Regions from separate parts of the Mus musculus genome. Here all the other regions are linked to region 2. The links are chromatin contacts, called in public HiChIP or PLAC-seq maps. All regions are on one chromosome and are shown on one strand. The core of a region is the stretch at or near the end of the contact, and the rest is flanking DNA. Distances in the headings are between cores, read along the strand shown.

Region 1 (2,782 bases), core at 168-2,667, 120 kb after region 2:
AGTATTCTATTAAGCACCCACACAACTATGATCAGTGAAGCCACCACTTTGAAGACCAGTGGTAATGGCGGGGCCTAAGCCTATTCTTACAAGTGGCAAAAAATCTAGTATTTTCCTCCAGAGCTAATTGGAAAAAAGAAAAGAAAATGCTTCTTTTGATGGGAACTAAAATTCATTGCAATCATCTGTCTCTATCAGGACAAAAGTCTAACTTCAAGTCCAAACACTTCTTCACGTGTTTAAAAATAACCAGCACAGAGTGTAGTAGTACACTACACATTTTTAATCCTAGTATTTAGGAAGCAGGGGCAGGAGATCTCTGTGAGTTTGAGGTCAGCTTGGTCTACACAGTGAGTTCGAGGACAGCTAGAGCTACACAGTGAGACCCTCCCCACCGTACAGCATACTGTCTACTGAGAACCCGTTTGTTCAAAATCAAATACTTGTAGAACAAGTACAGAATAGGAATAACAACCAAGCAAGGGTACGCAAGCAGCCAGGGCTGAGAAAGCATCGAGACTGGGAACAGCTATACGCAGTTCAAGTCTGTAGTGGGCTTGAAAAATCTCCATGTAGAAGTTCATCTCCCTCCACACCTTCCCATTTCAAAAGCCATTACAAGTATCTACCATACAAGTGTGCGAAACCTGCTTTGCAGTCCTGAGGATCTAAACACACACAGTAAGGTGGCTCTCCAGTCAATGCTGCCTTCACTGAACGAGGTTCTTAGGTGAATACGGTAGCACCAAAAACCCAGCCACCTCAAACCTAATTTCGGACTTCCAGGAGAAGATATCTCATGCACAAGCCAGAAGCACTTAGTGTAGCAGTTAGGCTGCCAGGCCAGGACCTGCTATAAGATGCTTACGATGACACCGGGGCCCATCCCAAACCGAAACACCTGCGGGGAAGGATTGGGGGGTCACTCGACCAAGAAGCGGACAGAGAATAAAGGTCCAGCGACCGCCTAGGAGCCCGGTCTGGTCCTGGAACGGGGGTGTGGCTGGAGAGGGACGGCCGGGTGGCTACCTGGTCCTATTCCTACGAACCCCAGGGGCCTGCAGTGACCTGGCCAGTTTCCCAGCCCTCGATCCCCGAGGTGGGCCTCGGGCAGAGGGGCCTCGCAGGCCGGCGCTCGACCCGGAGGTGCCCAGTCACCCGCCCTGACTCAGCTAAACGCCGGCGCGGCGGCGGCTCCTCACTGGGGCGCCTGCTCCCGGCAGCACTCACCGGCTGAAGTGATCATGGCTGCGCCCTGCACTCGCCGATCCACTCGTCCACAGTCCTGGCCAAGCCCTGGATCTGTCAGCTCAGGGCCCGCTTGCTCTACCGCACCTCCAGGGTCCCGGGTGCGCTGCTCAGTCAGTCCCCTCCACAGGCCGCCGGCTCGCTTCTAGCCGAGGACCCCGCCCGCCCTAGGGCTGCCCGCATCTCCGCCTGAGGCTTGGCTCAAATTCACCGCCACGCTGTGTCTTTTATGCAGCTTCCGCCTCTCGAGATCATGCAACAAGGTAAAAAAACATGTCGTTGTTTTTTATAACTCTCCGTGAAGTCAGAGATCTGGCCGGCTGCGAACGGACATTCATTTCTAGTTGCAATCAGGCTTCAAAATAGACACCCTTGCAAAGAGAGGCCCACTCATCACCCGCCATTGCTAAGAGAATGAGTGTTAGGGGAGGTATAAGCATTGCTCGCAGCGCCACCTAAGGCTATGGAGGTCTCACTGCAATAATGCCCACCAACCCAAGACTACAGGGAAGTATTTTCTTAGAAAAGCGACTGAGGCAGAAGGATCTTGAATTCGAGGCCAGCCTGGGCTATAAAAGATCTGCTATCAAAGTAGGGGAAGGTGGTGGTGGGATAATGCTGGAAAGGCGACTTGGTCGCTTAAGTGGTTGCCATAAAAGCATGAAGACCTGAAGTTGAGTTAGGATTCCCAGTGGCCGGTGTAAACCCAGTGCTGGGGGAGGTGAAGGCAGGTGGATATCTGGGGCTTGCTGGCCGGCCTGTGTAGCCGGTTGGTGAGCTCCTGGTCTAGTAAGAGACTCTTGTTTCCAAAAAATAAAGTGGCTGGGTGTTGTGGTTCACACCTTAATCACAGCACTCAAGAAGCAGAGGAAAAGGCAGGAAGATCTCTGTGGATTTAAGGCCAGCCTGGCCTACAAGTGGGTTCCAGGACAGCCAGAGCTACAAAGTAAGACCTTGAGGAGTGTGGGGGTAGGGAAGGAAGAGTGGGAGAGCAATTGAGGAAGACACCCAATGTCAACCTCCGGCCTACTTGCGTATATGTGTATATATGTGTATATACATATACATGTGTATATGTTTGACACAAACTTGCCTCCATGCCTGTGTCTTTCGTACAGCCTCATCCAGCGAAGGCCCCCCTCCCCCCAAATATGAACATACACAAAAATAGACTGTCCAGGTGTCAAACATGGTGGTACACCCCTTGGGAGGCAATGGTAGGCAGATCTCTGTGAGTTCCAGGCCAGCCTCATCTCCATAGTGAATTCTAGTGAAGGAGGAGTCAATTGTGAGACCCTGTCTTAAAAAGGCTGGGTTGGTGGCAGTTCGGAGAGTTGCCTTTAGTGGTTAAGCTTCCAGAGAACCCAAGTACAATTCTGAGCACCCACATCGAGTAGCTCACAACTACTTGTAACTCCAGCTCCAGGGGGTTTGATGCTCTCTTTTGGCCTCCACAGGTACCTATACTCATGGGCACATAGACACACACAAATAAGTAATAAATACCTCTTTAAAAATAGAAAGCCTGTCTCTA
Region 2 (2,700 bases), core at 123-2,622:
GCGACATTTTTGGCACAGTCCTTTAGCAATCCCTCTTCAGTGGTGATCTGGTCAGCTAGCAGCTCCTCCTTCCCTCTGAAGGCCTCTCCTTCCTCCTGTCTTTGTGTCTCCTGGCTCTGACCTGGCCCTTGCCCACGCTGCACATGGCAGTCTGTGTTAGGACAGGAGAAAGCTGTGTACCTGACAAGAGCAAATGTGATTGCTTTTCCAGGAAAATAAACACCTTGTGGTTCAGAATCGGCTTCTGCCTGAGGACAATGTGGTGTGCTTGACACATCCTGGTTTGCAGCATGGGCAAAAGCCAGGCCACAGCCAATAGACACCACAGACAGGAAGAAGGAAAGGCCTTCAGAGGGAGGGAAGAACTATTAACTGACCTGATCACCACAGAAGATGGGGCTGCTAAAGGACTACTTAAAATGTCACTTGGGGAAATTACTATGGAGCCATGAGGGTGCATGGGAACTGGAGAGAAACAAAGGCAAAGCAATCCTTTTCTGATTATCTGATTATTAAAGTTTTCTCCTCTAAGGGAAGCCCTTTCTCAGCAAGAAGCCCAGGGAGTGAATGGACTGCATCCCAGCTGGGTGGCCAAGCAGGGTGAGTGTGGTAACATGAGCAGACCAGGGTGGGCAGTCCTGGTTGATCACTCTCCCTGCCCACCCACCTGGTCAACAGGCCCTTACAAACCAAAGCAGAGACCGCAGGGTTCCCTTGGGTCCCCAGTATCCCTCGTAGTTCCCAATGAGGCCAGGTTAGGATGCTAAGCACCGCTGAGGACTATTTCTACTCAAGGGTAGTGAGGCTACTTGAAGAATTCTGGCCCCAGGGTTCTCTGAACTATGGGGATCCACCAAGGAGCCTGACAGTACTCTGGGGTGAGTTTGAAAGGATTGTTTGGTGAAAGATTCTCAAAGTGTAGTTCAGAGAACTCTGGGCATATAACTTGAAAATGCAGAGGGGTCTGGAATGCTTGAAAACTGACCCAGGCTGCAACCGGTCAACCCAGACTGAGGAGGCATGGGAACCCAGATGAGACTTGTGTTTGTCCTGAGGCCTACCCAGTGTGGCTACTGATCAGTATCTGTTCCCAGGGCTCTCTGGAGTCGTGATTGGCTGGGCCTGCCTACATACTCTAACTAAAATGCAGGCCCCAAGTTGAATACAGCATGTGACCAGGCAGGGGTGGCTGCCACATCACACATGAAGGTGACAGGTGACGTCAGTTGACAACAATATAGAATGTGTCACAGTAAGACTAAGGCCTGTTTCAGGAGCTGATTTTCTTGCTGGGGTTGGGGGAAGGGCCTTACGATGTAGCCTTGGCTGGTCTAGCTCCTGCTGTGTAGAGCAGGCTGGTCCTGAATTTACAGACCTCTAGCTCCCCCTGCCTTCTGTAAACTGGAGTAAAAGGCTGGTGCTCCCACACCTGGCTGGAGCCAGTGAGCAGCTTTTGACCTCAGGTCTTGGTGTTGGCAGGTAGCAGGAAGGGATTTTTAGTACAGGGGTTACGTGATTCCAGCCAAGTTACCAGGTCGCCAATCAAGAAAAGCAGTGTTGGCTTGGCCTCTCTGCTTTTTGTTTTTAACTTCAAGGGGAAGGTACCTACCCAGCGCAGAGCCTGCAACAAGAAGGCTTTCAAGCGGTCACTCCCCCAGATCAAATCCTTCTTCAGCTTCTCATAATCCAGGGAGGGCAGTAGCGGGACATCCTTCAGCTTCCTGCGAAGCACCCAGCACCGCAGCAAGTTCAAAGAGAAGAAAGGGGCAAAGGGCGGGCATGCCATTACATCTCCTGAGCATCAATCAGTCAGGACACCTGCTTAGACCAAAGGATCCTGAAGTGGCCCAACTGCCACCCAACTCAGCTCCCAGAATTCCAGTGTCAGCCAGATCAGCCCTGCCTGTAATGCTGGATGGATTTTATGTAGCTAAATTTAATTCTTCTTAGATTTCAGTGGTATGCAAATTTTCTGTAATAAGCATGAATTACTTACATAATAAGAAAAAAATTACATACTAGGTTTTGTTTTAGTTTCTGTGTTCAAACAGAGTCTCACTGTGTGGCCCAGGCTGACCCTCCCACCTCAGCCTCCCAAGTACAGTGATTATAGGCTGTGTCAGTCACGTAAGTCCAACTCCCTAAACCCATGCTGACTTTTTGAGTTTGCTAACTGCATAGGGCTTGTGTAAAATATTAACACTGGGAAGTCTCGTGGAGGGCTGGAGACATGGCTCAGCAGTTAAGGGTACTTGCTGCTCTTACAGAGGATAAAGGTTCCATTCCTAGCACTAATATGGTGGCTCACAACCATCTGTAACTCCAATTTCTGGGAACCCTGTCATAGGAATGCTAGTAGAATCACTCTAGGGTAAACCTCAGAAGGAAACAGTTGCTTTTCACTGTCTCCAGGGTAGACATCAGTGACTAGGGTAGACATCAGTGACAGTAGTTTTCTGGAAGTGCCTTGACCTTGAAGAAATCATTGTAGAAATCAGTGATTGTTTTCTGTTGTCTATGGACTTATTGTTCTGAAGGAGCTTTTCAGTCTTTGCATGACCTTGGTCAGGGGACACTCCTGGCACACCTGGAAGGTCTTCTATTGTTACGCACTGCAAACACTACACAATGGGACTAAAGTTGCAGAGGCCCGAGGTTTTCCTTCAGGAAAAACAGATTAGATTAGGGACTCTGGGATGA
Region 3 (2,700 bases), core at 22-2,521, 110 kb before region 2:
TACCTTTATATTCTACACAAAGCAATGAGGTGCCTAGCCCTTCAGTCCTGGGGACGAAAACCCACTTTCCGGGGCCCCTACCTGGTCAAGTAAGCCCAGCACACCCTTTTCAGAGGCAGAAATCCTAGCTCTTCTCAGGAATGATCCTGCCTGTGCCCCCTTCCCCAAGAACCTTCCCTCCTTAGCTCACACTGGGAGACTCATGACTTTCCAGGACTGGGCCAGCAGAGAGATGGTTCTCACCTCCAAGTCTGGGAGGTACAAGAGCCAGGGGCCCACGAAGCACGTAGTAGATAACGCCAGGTTTTAAGCCTGCGGAGGCGCAGGGTGAGTGAATGTTAAGTCCTCCTACCCACATTCATCGAGCTTTCCTCAAGAGCCCCATGACTTCCTGGTTACCAGGTTGGATGGAGAAAGACAGAAATGACTGGAGGCGCGCTGCTGGGAATGGAAGTAAGAGAATTCTGAACCCAGTACTCCAGTCCTCAGGGTTCTAAAGAAGCTCCACGTCGTAGCTCCGGAGTCCGGGTAAGAACCAGCCTCAGGGCCCTGGCTCGCACATACCAATCCACTCCATTAGTAAGAGCAAAGCCGGGGAAGGAGAAGGGTCGAGGCGGTCCGGAGAAGAGGCCACAGGAGGGAAGAGGGACCGGAGGGGTCGGGTGTGTGTGTGTCTGCTAGTGAAACCCCAAGGCTAGAGAGACGTTGCATACAGGCTGCCGGAGTCGTGGCCGCAGAGCCAAGCGTGCGCCTCGCATCTCCCACATCCCATCTGCCGCTCCGGCGGCGCGCCCTGCTCCGCATCTCCCGCCACCCTCGCTGCCCGGGGAAACTGGGGTCGGCCTCAGGACACCTAGCGTGCATCCCTTGCAGTCTGCGGCCCCGGGAGGAGGTGAAGCTCGGAGGTACTCTGCGCCCCACCGGGACCCCGACTCACCACAGAGACATGGCGGCCCGGTCCAGGGCAGCTGAGCGGGGCGCACGGATCACAGCTCTGAGCGCCGCGGCTGGGGACAGCGGGACGAGGCCGAGCCGCACCCCCGCTGAGACTTTCTTTTTTTCCCTGCGGCTGGAGGAGGGGCCTCAGGGGCGGTGGCCCAGGTAGGTTAACCCTTTGTGCCCCGGCTCACTGTGGGGACAGCAACTCCGTTCAGCCCTGGCCACCTCAGAGGCACGCCCCACGGGAACGCGAAGGGAAGAGCCAGAATCTCAGAGACCTTGAAGATCGCCAACATCCTGAGGCGGCGACTTCCCCGCTGCTGGGCCTTCACGGGGTCGCCCGCCTCGCCTCCTTCGGGACACGTGGGGACGTCGGACACCGCCCACCTCCACGCCCACCCGGCGCCTAGCGGCCTGGTTGCTTCCTTCTGGAGTAGCCCTGGGTGTGTAGAGTGGAGGGAGGTGGATAAAGGCTGTTTCCCTAAAGTTACCTTATCTCTGCCCTGTCTACTTTTCTTCTTCCCGGGCTCGCTTAGGCCTGGGCGGCGATCTCAAGAGAAGATGATGCTGGGTTGCCTGTGTTAGACCCCCAGCCAGCTCAGGTCAATCCAGCTCTGGGTTTCCCACTCTTTCTGCATTACCACCCCCCAGTGAGAAGGCTTATTATCCTCTGCAAAAAGTCCATTCTTTTGCTAGCGTGTTCGCATGTGCTTTTAATCCCAGTTGGTGGATTTCTGCGAGTTTAAGGCCAGCCTGGTCTACATGGTGAGTTCCCGGCCAGCAAGGTCTCCCTAATGAGACTCTTGTCTCAAAACAAACAAAAACCTCCTTCTTGTATTGCCAACAAATCCTTCACTTAACCGCACCCCCACTTTTTTTTTTTTTTTGTCTCCAGGTTTTTATTATTCTGCGGTGTGAGCACCATTTTCTCTTGGGAGTGGGCTACACACCACAATCACAGTACAGGGAGGGAGGGGACACCTTGATGCCTCCTCTGGGTGACTTGGGAACATTTCTGGTAGATAAGGCTGCTTACTGGTCCTTCTGTCATCCAGATGTCTGGGGGTCTGGGGTCGCTTCAGAAATACCCACAGGACTTTTTACATTCCAGCACTTCCTATCTGTCAAGCCTGGTTCTAGGTCCCCGGCATCAGTGGCTCACTTGGTTCTGGAGACGTGTGCTATGGTTTGTTCCTATCTTACCAGGAGTTAGAGTCAGGGACACACACCCTTAGATGAAGTCACAACCTTACTATTCAAACCCAGGAGGTCTGCCTGGCTCAGGAGGTGGTCCCTGAGTCCCGGCTCAGGCATTTCTATCAGATAGTAGGACTGGGGAACTCAATACCTTTCTGCAATGCTGTTCCTCTCCCAGGGAATACAGGGAGACAGAAAGTCCCAGGGAGTCCTAAGGGTGAAGATTACTTTTGTCCTTCCCTTAGCGATCCTTAGGCTCGGGTGTGTGCTTAAACAAATAGTGGAATTTTCTGGAATTTGTAAGCTCCAGTCGGAAATGATGAAGGGCCTTCAGATGAAAAATTCAGAGGAGAATCCTGGGACAATGCCCCTTTTAAGTCCTCAAGAAGCCCTGGCCTGAAGTGTAAGTCTCACAGGCCTGGCTGCCTGCCCCTAGGAGTCACTGCAGTCCCACTAGTCCCAGGTCACACCGGTCCTCAGTCTTCAGTCCTGGTTGTCTTAGCTTGGTACTGGCTACCTATCCCTGTCTCTGCTATTTCACCCAGGATATTGTGGTTTGTTTTG

What was found. HiChIP or PLAC-seq counts read pairs in DNA pulled down with a chosen protein or histone mark.
Region 1: an H3K4me3 HiChIP or PLAC-seq map of bone marrow-derived macrophages shows a contact between it and region 2, with 3 times the contacts expected there. The contact joins the promoter of Psmd1 here to the enhancer-like site in region 2. A contact is called at or near these places in 2 of 39 promoter capture datasets (the HPC-7 cell line and embryonic stem cells), 1 of 484 Hi-C or Micro-C datasets (nephron progenitors), 7 of 115 datasets of contacts at active chromatin or transcription factors (bone marrow-derived macrophages and embryonic stem cells) and 3 of 9 other capture datasets (adipose tissue, liver and pancreatic islet).
Region 3: a contact with region 2 is called in an H3K27ac HiChIP or PLAC-seq map of embryonic stem cells, with 54 read pairs. The contact joins the promoter of B3gnt7 here to the enhancer-like site in region 2. A contact is called at or near these places in 9 of 39 promoter capture datasets (the C10 cell line, Sertoli cells, cranial neural crest and 6 more), 7 of 15 datasets of contacts at CTCF or cohesin (CD8 T cells, the G1E-ER4 cell line, embryonic stem cells and 2 more), 54 of 484 Hi-C or Micro-C datasets (B cells, the Ba/F3 cell line, the CH12 cell line and 27 more), 40 of 115 datasets of contacts at active chromatin or transcription factors (the 230-238 cell line, the HPC-7 cell line, T-cell acute lymphoblastic leukemia and 19 more) and 5 of 9 other capture datasets (adipose tissue, embryonic stem cells, liver and 2 more).

What each region holds. Positions count from the first base shown.
Region 1 is chr1:86,063,254-86,066,035 of GRCm38.p6, reverse strand. It overlaps Psmd1 (proteasome (prosome, macropain) 26S subunit, non-ATPase, 1), which reads right to left and starts at 1,417. Exons shown (of 25, transcript NM_027357.2): 1 at 1,231-1,417. The coding sequence starts at 1,246.
Region 2 is chr1:86,187,898-86,190,597 of GRCm38.p6, reverse strand. Armc9 (armadillo repeat containing 9) reads right to left here. Exons shown (of 25, transcript NM_030184.2): 11 at 1,610-1,721. Among named protein-coding and RNA genes, the nearest start is that of Armc9, 34 kb to the right of the region's middle. Within about 2 kb of position 1,372, at least 36 of the 459 cell types and tissues checked have an H3K27ac peak or open chromatin away from gene starts, as enhancers often do. A contact at or near this core is called in T-cell acute lymphoblastic leukemia, bone marrow-derived macrophages, embryonic stem cells and 3 more, where this site is marked.
Region 3 is chr1:86,301,792-86,304,491 of GRCm38.p6, reverse strand. B3gnt7 (UDP-GlcNAc:betaGal beta-1,3-N-acetylglucosaminyltransferase 7) reads right to left here and starts at 1,271. Exons shown (of 2, transcript NM_145222.2): 1 at 938-1,271. The coding sequence starts at 948. Gm28626 (predicted gene 28626) reads left to right here and starts at 432. Exons shown (of 2, transcript NR_151592.1): 1 at 432-528; 2 at 874-1,429.